Regions from separate parts of the Mus musculus genome. Here region 1 is linked to region 2. A link is a contact called in public ChIA-PET data. All regions are on one chromosome and are shown on one strand. The core of a region is the stretch at or near the end of the contact, and the rest is flanking DNA. Distances in the headings are between cores, read along the strand shown.

The links. ChIA-PET counts read pairs in DNA pulled down with a chosen protein or histone mark.
Region 1: a contact with region 2 is called in an RNA polymerase II ChIA-PET map of memory CD8 T cells, with 38 read pairs. The contact joins two enhancer-like sites. A contact is called at or near these places in 1 of 484 Hi-C or Micro-C datasets (the G1E-ER4 cell line), 1 of 115 datasets of contacts at active chromatin or transcription factors (memory CD8 T cells) and 2 of 9 other capture datasets (adipose tissue and liver).

What each region holds. Positions count from the first base shown.
Region 1 is chr14:118,889,461-118,896,527 of GRCm38.p6, forward strand. Dzip1 (DAZ interacting protein 1) reads right to left here. Exons shown (of 22, transcript NM_025943.3): 13 at 6,391-6,447; 14 at 2,310-2,372. Among named protein-coding and RNA genes, the nearest start is that of Dzip1, 32 kb to the right of the region's middle. Within about 2 kb of position 3,726, at least 20 of the 459 cell types and tissues checked have an H3K27ac peak or open chromatin away from gene starts, as enhancers often do. A contact at or near this core is called in memory CD8 T cells, where this site is marked.
Region 2 is chr14:118,678,384-118,685,524 of GRCm38.p6, forward strand. All of the region lies in intron 1 of Abcc4 (ATP-binding cassette, sub-family C (CFTR/MRP), member 4), which reads right to left. Among named protein-coding and RNA genes, the nearest start is that of Gm41247, 16 kb to the right of the region's middle. Within about 2 kb of position 2,893, at least 46 of the 459 cell types and tissues checked have an H3K27ac peak or open chromatin away from gene starts, as enhancers often do. A contact at or near this core is called in memory CD8 T cells, where this site is marked.

The sequences.
Region 1 (7,067 bases), core at 2,476-4,975, 210 kb after region 2:
AAAACTCACAACTTTAAGTCAGAAAGACTTTAAGGTCTTGGATGTTTTATAATGCCTAGGTCTTTGAGCTTCTGTAACTTTTAAATCTGTGCCAGAACTTCAGTGGTTTCAGACTCCTGACTGCTTACCTAAGTTAGAGTTAACTGGGTTAAGTAGTTGATATAATATATATTTCTTTACTGTTTTATCAGTGAGAGTATTTCCCAAAATGTCTCTAAGATTAGTTAGAATTTATTTTATGATGAAAAAAGGGTCCAATTTATTTAAATTTTCTTTAAGTTTTAAAGAGATAACTTAGTGAATCCTAAGTATATATCAAAGTTTATGTTTATTCTCCCCTTTCAGAGTCTTTACCAAACCTCAAACAGGTTAACAAAGCCTTAGAAAGGGAAACATCATATAATTTAAAACAAACAAAAGCTAAACAAAGAAGCAAACAAACAAAAGGCCAGGTAATACTCTACTTCCCATGTCCAATCTGCCTGTATCTCCTCTTTACCGAACCAGAACAGAGCCCGGCGATGACAGCCGCAGCTCACTCTAGTCTACTTTACCGCCCATGGAAAACATGTCTATTTCAAGGGAGCCTGGAACCTGAGCCTAAAGGCATGGCCCTGCACAATGAAGGCCAGTCTGTACAAGGGAGCTTAAGACCTGACTAAAGAGAGCCATATCTGTCAGGTGACAACCTTAGGGACTGTCCAAAGCCAGATTTGGAAGAAGTTTGTCAAATAAACTATCATTCTGGATTCTACCTCCAAGAAGGTTCATTTCCTTCAAAAGCACTGAACAAATGCCTTCCTCACGCTTGCAAGACGTGTTTCTTCTTTCAGGCTGGCTGCAAGAAACGCCCCCATCTTCCAGTACTCATCTGCCTTAGCAGATGGGACGTGGATCTGTGAAAGATCTTACACAAAATGTCTCTTGCTTAACATGTTCTCCAGATACCCATCTGATCACAGCACTAAGTCATATTCTGTTAAGTTAATGTTTTTTTCTTTCATCTTCTTCTTTTTTTTTTTTTAAGGCAAGGTCTCACTGTAGCCCAGGCTGGCCTCAAAGCCAGTGACAGAATGGTAAGATTACAAGTGTGAGCCAAAATGTTCACCTATTAATTAAGTTTCACTAAAAACAAAATTAGCCAAATTAGTTTGCATATTAAATAGCAAAAAAAGAAACCCTACAGGAAGACACAGTTTTAATATTTTGCTATTCTTGATCGCTCAGCTGGAAATATAAAGTATATATGGTAATGTTATTACAAGTCAGAGGTTGCCTTAAATCTTACACTTTCAACATTTGTGAGGCTGATTAACTGCCAGTGCTTTAGAAAACTCTTCACACACACACACACACACACACACACACAATTAAAAAATAGGACATTTTTCAAGGTCTACATATTGGAATACTTATTTTTTCACCTCTCTTCCTGAGCCAGAGCTATACAAGGAGACCCTGTCTAGAAAAAGAAAAAAGAAAACAAGAAAAAAACAAAACAAAACAAAACACACTCCCAAAAGAACCCAGAGTGTTTGGGGCAGACACCGGTGGTCACCACCCTTGGGAGGGAGGGAGGGAGGGAGGGAGGGAGGGGCGTGATGAAGCAGACTTCAAGCACAGCTGGAATACACAAAGTCCTGCCTCAAAAACAGATTTTTGTAATAAGAAAAGATAATTACACAATTTTTCATAAGCTTTAAAAATATATAAGTAATTTTAAGGAATGCCAAAAGAAATATGCAAGCAAAATCATTCCTCTAAGGCCTCTGACAGCTCCCGCATCGCATACTGTGGATATTATTTGCTCTATTTCGTACCCGGTGCTTACATCCTGGGTTCATTTTTGACGTTAAGAGTGATTAGGGGACGGGGGCTATGGCTCCCAGGCAGAGCCCTGGTCTAGCATGTGCAAGCCCTGGGTTCCAGCCCCAGCACTGCTACAGAACGGTAATCTGGAAATGGAAACGTTCTCATTCGTTTCAGGCTAACACTGTGAGAGGCCACTCTGGGACACACGGTGTCACGTTGTCAGGGATACGATACACGAGCCCCATCTGTATCAAAATAAAGGATTTCTGCTTTTCCGTTTCCTGACATAAGAAATCTCTCATTAACTTACCCGCAGAAAATTCAATCAAGCAGAAGATTAGGGGACCAAAATAACAAAATGCTGCACATCACACAGGTCGAAACACACAATCCACATCTAGGCGGCTCTTGCTTTCAGTACCGTGCGCTATACAGCGCAGACATGCACTACCAAGGTCCAGACCCGAGTGAACAAGGAAACCCCAAAGCTTCGTTACCTTTTTCCTCCTCTGAAGAAAGTTCTTCTATTGGTTCCAGTATGTGTGAAGAGAACACTTGCTCTGTCAATGAAGAAGAAAAGGAGTTACACGAATACATTTGTTTGCTTCCAAATAATTTATACAGACATACATAGGTATATACAAGCTACTATATGCACATATCCCCCGATATATTTTGCCTAAATAGCAAAGATCTATTGGGAAATACTAAGGCAATAACTTCTGATTTTATTATTTTAGTTTATTTATTTATTTATTTATTTTTAAAGATAGGGTCTTATATAGCTGAGGCTGGCCTTGAACTCTCTTTATAGTGAGCAGTGACCTTTAACCTTGATCCTGCTTCCACCTCCTACACGGTTGGGTTGTGAGCATGGTCCACCATGCCTGGCTGAGGCGGCAACAACTGGCCACTTTTTCAGGAACTCTCCGATTTCTAGGTATTCTCTATTAACTTCAATTATTTTTAAATTACATATTTCGAGGACTCAAGCCTCTCATGCCTTAATCTCTCGCTGACACATGAGATACAACTTAAAAAGTTCTTTCCCATGAGCCATCTGTTTAAAATACAACAGCAGAGATAAAGCCAAGTAGAAGCCAGACCGTCCGTCCAAGAGGGACGGATTAGAACTTCATAGCACACACCTATGCCTGGCCACCTGCTGGAACTCTTAACTTTTGGCTAGGAGAAGCTGGCAAAGATGAAAAGAGCGAGTAAAACTCGAGTGTGAAGCAAGAGCGGGTAAGCAGTCACACGGAGACACAATCTTACAGATATCCAAGGCCCCAAACTCCAGCTCTGTCTTAGAGAGCCCCCAGGGCGAGGCTACAGGCTGGAGATGAGCCTGGCCTTACAGTAGGGTGAAGTGGAGAGAGCTATCCCATCTCACCCAGGACATGAGTTGGAGACTGGGAAATACGATGCCCGGTTGACTTTTACCAGGGACATGACTTTTATCCATCTGCACAAGGAAATCTGCCAGGAGCTCTATCAAACCAAGCCCCATCCTGGGAAGGGATGAAAGACACATGGGGAAGGTGCTGGGGCAGGGGCCGTGGCGGCATTCGGGATTGAGGCACCGGCAACAGGCAACCATCAAGCTGGCTTACAGGATACACAGCTCACCCACCTGCAGCTCAGAGACCACAGAGCACTTTTCCTCCTGACACTCTTTCACCCGCCTCCCCCCCGTCACCCTAAGCAGTCAAAGAATCTCTAACTATGCTGTATATAAGTGCCAGGCCATCCACCAGGCCATCCACGCTCGAGGTCACACTCCTGTCCCTCACTGTGGGAAGGTTTTCGATCCAAGTCTGACTGGAAAATAAAAGGCTCGCATGCACGATTGCAGGGGCCTCCACAGTTCTTGAGCTCTCACGGGTTTCGTGCAGAGCTGGGGCATAACACCTTCCTACCACAGGAAGCAATAAAAGCTGAGAGTCCCTCTCAGACAAGACAAGCTACAAAGAAGCCTCTGAGACCAGACCAGAGACCATCAGAGCTTTCCAGAAGTCTAGAACAGTCATTTGGAAAAAACTCTAATGTGATGAGTTCCCTGCAGGCCGTGGAGTGTGCTCCAGGTTCCAGGCATTAGCGAGCTGTCGCGCATGCTCCCATGCACCCATGTCCCTCGGTGGAGCTGTTGCCTGAATCATTTCTGCTTCTGTAAGTAGCCAGCTCTTAGGGAAGAACTGTTAGGTCCACAGTTACCAATAGCCCAAGCTGCTCTTTCCAGCCTTGATTCTTTGGACATACTCTGTCCAAGCCACTGTCTCCATAATCCAGCTCTCCAATCCTTCATGCCCAGCATGATCAAGGACATCCAAAGGCTACGCATGTCCACAGAAACACCTCGACAAGTGGAGTCTTGTGCTTAGTCCTCCTTGAATAATCAGAACCAACATCTCCCTCAAGTCTCTTCTGTGTGCTCTGTGCTCAGCTAAGTGATTAGCTGTGCCACTACTATAGTCAGTGTTTGCCTGCTACATATTCTGCCCATTGTCTGCCCTACCTAGAATGCCATTCCAACACATTCATTTTTGCCTCCATGACTCAAATTGCCAGAGACTGACAACCCATATCACCATAGTCTATCTGTTCCCTTGTAATAACACAATGGCAACTATTTGGTTATTTTGTAGACTGCAAATTCCTTAAGGACAGACTTTGTTTCCATTTATTCCTGAGGCTGCTGCACCTGGCCTTGGCCTTGCACATGCAGGTTATGTTAGCATTCTGTCTAAACTCCACCCCATAGTTACCAGGCAACAACCATGTAGGCCTGACCCACTATAAAAGTGGCTGCTTGCCCTCTCCTCCCTCTCTTACTCTTTCTTCCCCCTTGCCCTCTTGGGCTCTTCCCTTCCCCTCTCTCTCCACGTGTTCATGACCATGGCTGGCCTCTACTTATCTACTCTCTCCCTCTCTCTGCCTTTCTCTGCTTCTACTACCCTCTTAACTCTTAAATATCGATTAATTAGCACTTTAGTTCCTGCATGGTTCTGTGTGCATAGGTGTATAAGTGTGTGTGTGTGTGCATGTGTGTGTTCATATGTTCTGTGTATGTACATCTGTGCATATGTCTATGTATGCTGTGTGTGTATGTGCACGGGTATTCATATGTGTGTACAATGTGTGTATGTGTGCGCATATGTTCATGTGTGCTATATGTGTATGTGTGTGCATGCGTGTGTGATGTGTGTGTTTGTATGTATATACATGTATGTGTATGCATGTATGTATTGCATGAATGTGTGCATGTATGTGTGTGCATGTGTGTGTTCTGTATGTGTACATTGTGTGCATATGCTCATGTGTGCTGTGTGTGTATGTGCATGGGTGTTCATGTGTGCATGTGTAAGTTTATGTGTTCATGTGAATGTCACGTGTTTGTATGTATGTGAGTGTGTGTGTACATATGTGTGTGATATGTGTTCATGTGAGTGTGTATGTGTATGTGCACATGTGTGTGCATGTGTAAGCATAGGTGTGAGGGCATGGCATGCATAGGTCGTCAGAGGACAGTTTAGGTCCCAGTCCTCGTCTCCCACCTTGTTTTCATTCAGTCACTTCTTTACTGCTTCGGGCCTTGGGCTGCTGGCCAGGGAGATTCCATGGACTCTCCCATCTCCCAGTTCACCTCAGTAGTGCTGGGATTACAGTGTGGGTTCTGGGGATCCAAACTCCTGTCCCCACACTTGCATGGCAAGTGCTTTATCTACAGAGCCACTTCAGCTACTTCCTTGCTCACGTCTATTCTCTTAAAGGGTTCAAGCCCAAAGCAGAGGACAGTAATTATTAGAGTTTAAACCACTGGTAGATGAGGCAGGAAAAGGTGGCCCTCTTGAGGTTCCTTTGTAAGGTATGGCAGCCGCAGGAAAACACAAAGAGCAGAGGAGGAAAACCTGTAAGAAGTCCAGTTCAATAGGAAAAGAAGAGCCATATCTGCAATAGGAAAAGAGCCATATCTGCAATAGGAAAAGAGCCATATCTGCAATAGGAAAAGAGCCATATCTGCAGACAGCCATCAGTCTACCAGAGCATGAGCGTACTACTCCACTGTCCTGGCCGAGGACCAGTTTCTGGCAGCGTTTTCATCCCTGGGGCTTGGTCCAGTCTGTTGCCCTTGGTTTCTATCTTTTTTCTGCATTTTCCTGACCAATCATTGAGACTGTTTATTTTAAAAAGGTGACTAGCTACCATGCTGAAAGTTATAAAAACAAACTCGCATGCCCTGTGGCGTGTGCTGGTTGGCTGGTCTAGTATCGAGCCACCTTGTTCTTCCTCTGTCCCTACCACTTTCTTCAAGGATCATAAATAAATGAAGTACTGGTGTTAAAACTGCTGTCGGTAAGTCCAGCAACACACATACCCTGTGTGCTTTTTGGCTTTGACGGTATGTCCCTTTTTTTTGGTCACGTTGTCGGTGAAAACAGCAGTTTTAATAACTGCTTTGTAGTTGCTAGTGTTTCCTGTTTTATATAATCGCATGCCCGCTGGCAATCTGGGTTAATGAATTATCTAACTCTGGGTGAAAAATGCACACGGAACATTAAGACTACTGGTGAAACCTACCATGTACCATGGTCAGGCTGGATGCACCATCCAGATTCTGTGTGGCCGAGGCAGTCACTGAAACAGAGCAGAAGAGAAAGCTCACTGGCCCGGTCACTACAGCCTAGGCATCTGACTGTGAGCATGACTGTACACGCTCCAAAAAGATACAGACGACCCACAGGAAGCACACACCTCACACAGCACACACTGCCCTGCTGGCCTCATTAGGTTTTCTTAAGTTGTTCTAAAGTATTACTTGGAGGTTCCAGGGATAAAACCCAGGGCCTTGTGCACGCTCGTTGAGTGCTCTCCCACTGAGCTACAACCTCGAGTCTCTAAAAATAACTTCTCTGAGAAATAATAACTTGTGTATGTGTGTGTGTGTGTGTGTGTGTGTGTGTGTGTATGTACATGCGTGTGTGCCTGTGTGTGCATGCACTTGTGCGTGCAGCTTTCGGTATATGCACAGGGTTGTGACAGCACGATCACTCACTCACCCTCGGAGCACTTCTGTCAGTCTCCTCAGTGGCAATGTGTGTTAGCTCCTTCTCTACCCATCTCTTCAGCCCCTGGCGACAATGATTGTCCCCTGTGTGTCTGTGACTTGGCTTCTTCTGAACATTTCACACATCCAGGACTACACACTATGTTCTGGCTTCTTTCGGTTCGCATGATTTCGCTGTGTGATACATCAC
Region 2 (7,141 bases), core at 1,643-4,142:
TGTGATACGCTGCAGGTGCTCATCCAGACAGTGGGAGATTGAGCTACAAGTCGTGCTTGTATAGCCAGAGTGCCTTCTTCCACCAGGAGATGGAGCATCAACCCTTTGGCCAGGGGCTCTGAACCAGCATTTGCCTCCTGAACTCTGTGGCTGTTCAGGATTGTGTCCCTAGCTTTCCCAACCTGACTCTAGAATGCTCTCCAAGTCAGTGGAGAGGACTGGTGGGGGGGGGGTGCTGTGTAGAAGGATCTAGATAGCAGTGGTGGGAGGGAGGGGACTCATGCAATGGTGACTTTGGCTGGACTTTGACCCTAGCTTTTCTAAGTCTTGGGAATTTCCCAGGTCACAGGGTCTGATGGTTTATGCTAACAAGGTGACTCACATTAGGTCCCCTGGAAAGTTTATACTACATAAAACCAACGATGGAAACTGCCCCGGATGGACGAATCATGTATTGACAGGCATGGACTTTGCCTAGACTCTGGGGCTTAGAGGGCAGAAAGTCTGAGATGGATCTCATGACCCACGCACATCAATGCCACCTGCAGAAAGCAAGCCCAACAGGTGAGGCTTTTATGAGCTTTCTCGGTTGCCAACACTCTGGGTATCATTATAAGACAATGTGCCAGCCATTAGCATGTCCAGAAAGTGGCAAATCCCAGCTCATGGGATAGGACCAGAAAGCTGTGCTTTTGGGATCCTGACTGATTTCAACCAGTATGTACATGCTGTAGAAAAATCATAGTTCTGTGTATAGCACTTTCCTGAGTCCTGTGAGACATTGCTATTAAGCCCAAGCGGGTCATAGGAGGTCCTGAATTTATATTCACTGTGTCAGAAGTGAGTGTCCTAGGAACCCCAATCTTACAGGCTTGAAGCAGTCTGAGTCGGGACCCTGTGAAGTTCTGATCAACTCTGGGAACTCTTGACTTCCCACTAACTTCTCAAGACACTGATGGCCTTCTGACAGTGAAGATGTCAGCATCTCCACTCGGATGGCTTCTTCCATCAGGGCTTCACCATATGCACCTCAGTCCAATATGAGACTGCAGGGCTCAGCACAGTGCCCACCAGCCATCACTGCCCCCTCAGCACTTCTGCTGCCAGCACCAGAAAGAAAAGGCATGGTTTGAAATCTCCCTCCTCCTTTGCTGCTACACTCTCTAACATTCAGACCTTGAATTTTAAGCTACAAGAAAACATCTGTGCAGCCCACGAGCTGTAAAGCCAGATCCCTGTTGCTGGGCTTCCAGTCTGTGGGTCTGAGATCAAGACTCAGAGAACGGCAGGTTGTACAGGTGAGAAAGCCGCACGGAGGTGTGTGGTTAGTCATAGATGGTCCAACCTGTGCCAGCAAGATGGCTCGGCAAGCAAAGACACCTGCCAGCAAGCCTGACAACCGGATTTAATCCCTTGGACTCACGTGGTGGAGGGACGCACAACTCCTCCCAGTTGTCCTCTGACCACACACACACACACACACACACACACACACACACATCATACACAGCATCACGTACCAATAATCCCATTGCTGAGGAGACAGAGGCGAAAGAAACCCTGAGGATGGCTGGACTGCTCTCCAGCTGAATTTGTTGTTTGTTCCAGGTTCAGTGAGAGACACTATCTCAAAAACTAAGGTGGATAGGGATTGAGGAAGACACCTAACGTCAACATCTGGCCTGCTCATACACTCACATGCACAGATGTGCACCCACAAACTCATACAGACACACAGAAAGTGACAAGACAGACGGCGTGGTGTTCACGGTTGATTTAACAGTGCCTATACGGTCATAATTAAGCATCCCCTAGAATACTCGTGAGATTACGGCAAGCGCATAACAACTTTAACAAATCAAGGTTCTAGCGTCCCTTTACAAATCAAAAGCAAGGAAACGTGCTTGCAACCAAGAACACACAAGTGTACGAGTCTCCGAGTGGGGAAGAGAGTGGGGTAGAGAGCAGATGAGATTGGCTGGGAGCTGATCATGGCTGAAGCTCAGAGGAGGCTGCTTGGGACTTGGTTAGACTGTTCTGTTCACTCTACTGCATACATACTTGTCATTTCCACGGCCAAAAAAGAAGACATGAAGGAGAAGGGAAGATTGGGAGAAAATCCACATTTGTATGGTCTTCACATTAGGCATGCAATAAGCCTTGGGCTTTCTATGAGGCCAGTAACCCAAGTGCTAATCCTGGTGTCATTTGTGGTAACACATCTATTACTGTATGTCACTCATCAAGAGATGGCTATATGCCTTCCATCTTTCAGTTAGCATTGTGATCTAAGATAGACGTATAGGCAAGCCACAGCCTCCACTGAGCTCAGCTAAGCACCTGAAGCCGCCTTTTCTATCTCCTGATTTCTGGACTAACCACCCAACGTCTTCTGAGCACACTTGCTGCTAGGTGAGATCTCCAGGCAAAGAAGACTTAGAAATCCATCTCATGAGCACACCTCTACCCTTCCTCTTCCTGTCCTCAGAATAAGGCACCGACCAGCTTTATCTAGACAGACAACAATGGTAGTGGGTCTGGGTTCTTTCTCCCCCCAGTCCCCGGCACTTCCGTTCCCCAGAGACCTCATGGATGGCTCTGGGTCGGCGCACTATTGAAGGAGCTGGAGAGTCCACACTTCTCCCAGGACGCAGGGAGCAGCCATTCTCTGGGTCTATGAGCCACATCCGAAGCAGGGAGTCTCGAGGCAGAGGCACCACCAAAGTTCCTCTGGGTCTGTTTCACCAGAGAATAAACAAAAAATACAGGGGGAGGAAGGACCCGACCAGAAAGGACCAGTCACCTCCGCTTCTCGAGACCTAGGCTGAGGTTAGCGTGTGTCTGTGGTTGAAGAGAAGCAAGCAAATAAATCTGGAGACAGCTGCGGGCAGATCTCATGTGCAATCTGATAGGGATTGGCTGAGCTCTCTCTAAAACAGCGTCTACCACCCTGAGTCACACACCCGGCTGTAAACAAATCACCAAAGGCCACCAAGGCCACAGCACTGAGATACTGGCCTGAAAGGTGGGGGGCACAAGAAAGCAGATGCAGTATTGGCTGTTGGCTCTTATAGCCCCCCCACCCATCCCTGCATACCACCCACCCACTCCCACTATATAAAGGTTGCTTATTCTTCCAGACCACAGCTCATTGTAAGAGATTTTTAGCCTACAAATCCTCAAAACTATTTGCATTCCTTTAGCCCTCAGCAGATGAGCAGTCTGTGTTTATTAATATTACCCTGATTACCCAAATTTATCAGTAAGGAGACAATGACTTGTAATGGCTCTCATAAATACCTTGAGAAGCTCTGCTTTGAACTGGAACCATCTGGTTTACTCAAGTTTATGTTCCTATGTATACAGCAGGCATTGGTTCTAACAGAAGCAGAGGGACATCACGGAACAAGACAGCACACGCAACTGGAAGAAGGGAGCCGAAGTTTTCAAGGCCTTCCATGATAGCTTGAAAAACGAGGCCGACCTCTATCGAGGTTTTTCCTCTCACCCGAGAACACTGCTTGTATGCCTCTACCTACCAACTGCATCCATCAACTGCATCCATGAAACATCTAAATTAGCAAATGCATGCAAGCATGTCTCAAGTATATGAAGTAACTCCTTGCAGGAAAGGTCTCAGGCCATTTGCTGAACAGCCACCACTTTGGGTATGACGCATTTGCAATAGTCTATTATTCAAAGATAAAAATCTATCTACAACTTTCCCAAGCAATGTAATCTATTCTGCTGTGGTGTCTTATGGACAACTCTCACTGGCCAGGCCCCTTGGCACACACTTTTAATCCCACCACTCAACAGGATCTCTGTAAGTTCTAGGCAACCAGAGCTACAAAAAGAAATCCTGTCTCACCCCCCCACCTCTATCGTGCCCCCCCCCCAAAAAAAACTTCCACAGGCCTGAGATGCGGAGGTACTTTCCTGCATATTCTGTGTTTAAGTGACCACAAGTTCCAGAACCAGCACGAAATCTAACCCAGTCCTCCCCGCTTTTCATGAGCTACAAACTCCATGAGGGGACTAATCATTTCTGACAGTTTTGTTTTCCAAAGCTTCTAGCATAAAAGAAACCATGTGCCTAGGCAACCTAAATTCTTGCTACTTAAAACCACAAACTCCCTCTTAATCTCTCTCTCTCTCTCTCTCTCACACACACACACACACACACACACACACATACCTTGAAACCCTACTAAGTTAATGTCTTCAAGTAACACAGGAGTGAAAAAGACATTTCGTTATAAAAGCATACAAAAGTATGTATCTATGGCAACTGATTTTTCTCCGAATCCAAAAAGCACCGTATGCAAAGCCAGGTCCAGAGTTACTTGGCATCTCCACAAAAGGAAGCCAAATCTTTAGCAAAGTCTCTAAACCGGCAGTCCATACAGTAAGTCTGGGCCTTTCCCTTTTGTGACAGCTCTGTCTGGGGTGACGTCACAGGCTTCCTGCAATGGCAGCACAGTGAACTTAGCTTGGGGGAGGGCGGGGCTCCAGATAATGTCCCTGGCCCCTGCTTCCATCCAGTTATGAGTTTAGGCCCTTGGGCAGCCTCACGGCTGTGCCATCAAAGCCCTACACAAAGGAAGGCCGTGAGCCTTTTGGTGAACTTTCTTCAAGTGCATGGGAGAGTTAGAGGTGAGCCCTGACTAGGCATCATGGGCTCCCCTCACCTTCCTCCTAGTTCCAGCTGAACCCAGAGATGCCTGCTCCACATTTCTGCCCAAGCAACTTTCTCCTCTGCCCAGGCCATCAGGCTGCCCTGCCAATCCTTATGCAGCAAGAACATTATTCCACTCATTATTTCTGTCTTCTACACATGCTGATGTTCTAGTATCTTAAATCCTTCTCCAGCTGGGGAGAGGCCGACCACAGTGGAGCTAGCCAGCTCTTGGAGACGGTGAATATCCAACAGGAACGTGCCTTGGATAGCTACAAACCCACAAGGCGCAGAACCAGACTACTGCCCTGATTCAACACGGCCTGCCCACCCCAAAGCAGCATCCCTCTGTGAATCGTCCCAGAGCCAGATGCTAGGCAAACGGGGCTCTCCCCATAGCTTACAAGAATACAGCTCACCAATCCTAACCTGCTCCACCTCCCTTTCTGTCCTGACCCAGAAATTCTGCCACAGGCATAATCTACATCCCTCCCTTTCCGTCTCCTGATCACACTGGTGTCACTCAGGTGGCTCTGCACTGTGCCTCTAAGCCCGTGAGAGAGTTGACTTTACCTTCTCGTATCTCCAGGTCAGGAGAGGCTCATGTACGTGATGCTATGTGTGAGGATGCCCCTATCAGCTCATACTTTTGAATAACTGGTCTCCGGTTAATGGATCTATTAAAGAAGGGTGAGGATGTGTGCCGCTAGGAATGGATTTTGAGGTTTCTAAAGCCCATGCCAGTCCCATTTAGTCTCTCTGCCTCAGAGCTGTTGTACTGGCTAGTTTTGTGTCAAGTCGACACAGCTGGAGTTATCACAGAGAAAGGAGCTTCAGTTGAGGAAATGCCTCCATGAGATCCAACTGTAAGGCATTTTCTCAATTAGTGATCAAGGGGGAAAGGCCCCTTGTGGGTGGGACTATCTCTGGGCTGGTAGTCTTGGTTCTATAAAAGAGCAGGCTGAGCAAGCCAGGGGAGGCAAGCCAGTAAAGGACATCCCTCCATGGCTTCTGCATCAGCTCCTGCTTCCTGACCTGCTTGAGTTCCAGTCCTGACTTCCTTGGTGATGAACAGCAGTATGGAAGTGTAAGCAGAATAAACCCTTTCCTCCTCAATTTGCTTCTTGGTCATGATATTTGTGCAGGAATAGAAACCCTGACTAAGACAAATTGGTACCAGAAGTGGGGTATTCCTGTGAAACCTGACCATGTTTTGGGGAGGACTGTGGAAGGACTTTGGAACTTTGGGCCAGAAGATCCATTCGCTGTTAAGAACTCTGTGAGATGTTGTGTAGGAGCTTGGAAGATAATGTTGAGAACAGTGCAGAAAAATGGAGGCCTGGCTTGTGAAATTTCAGAGGGAAAATTAAAGACTATTTTCAGGGCCATTGCTATTTTGGATTGTGAAGATTCTGTGGTTCTGGTTATCTGGTGCTGAAGAATCAGCTATGATTAACAAGTAGTACCAGAACTACTAAAGTAAAACCTTTGCATTACTGGGACTATTGATGCTGGTTAGCTGGAGCTAAGAAATTAGCGGTGATTAAGAAGAGACCAGCATCATTGAGGTGACATCTTCTGAGAAGTGTTTTCTGAGAGCACAGAGGCTGTGTTCCAGAGATAGCCAAGGTTGTACCTTGTGCTGTGGATGGACTTAATAATGTGTAAGAGTTACCCAGGTGGTACTGGTTTTGAAGGCACAAAGGGGTCACGCAGAGCAGCTGAGGCTCGGCACTGTGAGAGGCCATGGAAGGCCATTGGTGAAGGTGCAGCCTCAGTTGCAATTGATGGCCCAGGACTGAAGAGGTCATTCAGTGTTTTGGAGATGCCAGAACCATGAGATGACCACCAAGAGCAGCAGCAGTGGATTACAGGCATCTGCAGCCTAGAGGACGATGTGTGTGCTACAAAGGGCATGGCTGGAGAAGTGACCCAAGCCCTTGGAGGAGCCCAGAAGATGGTTGAGTTGGATCCCAGACATTGGATGGTTGGAGACTGATTTTAGCTTTTGATTGTGACTGTGCCCTAATATTTTTCCCTCTTGAAGGAAGTTTTTTTAGTGAAGCCCACAGTTAAGAGAAGAATTTGTAAAGACTGTGGGACTTTTTAAGTTATTTAGATCTTGGGAATGAATAAGAAACTAAGGGTTGAGGCTTACCAGTGATGTGTTTGTTTGTCAAGTTGACAAGGGGTCATTTTTTTGTGTCAACTTGACACAGCTGGAGTTATCACAGAGAAAGGAGCTTCAGTTGAGGAAATGCCTCCATGAGGTTCAACTGTAAGACATTTTCTCAATTAGTGATCAAGGGGGAAAGGGTGGGACCATCTCTGGGCTGGTGGGACCATCTCTGGGCTGGTGGTCTTGGTTCTATAAGAGAGCAGGCTGAGCAAGCCAGGAGAAGAAAGCCAGTAAAGAACATCTCTCTATGGCCTCTGCATCAGCTCCTGCTTCCTGACCTGCTT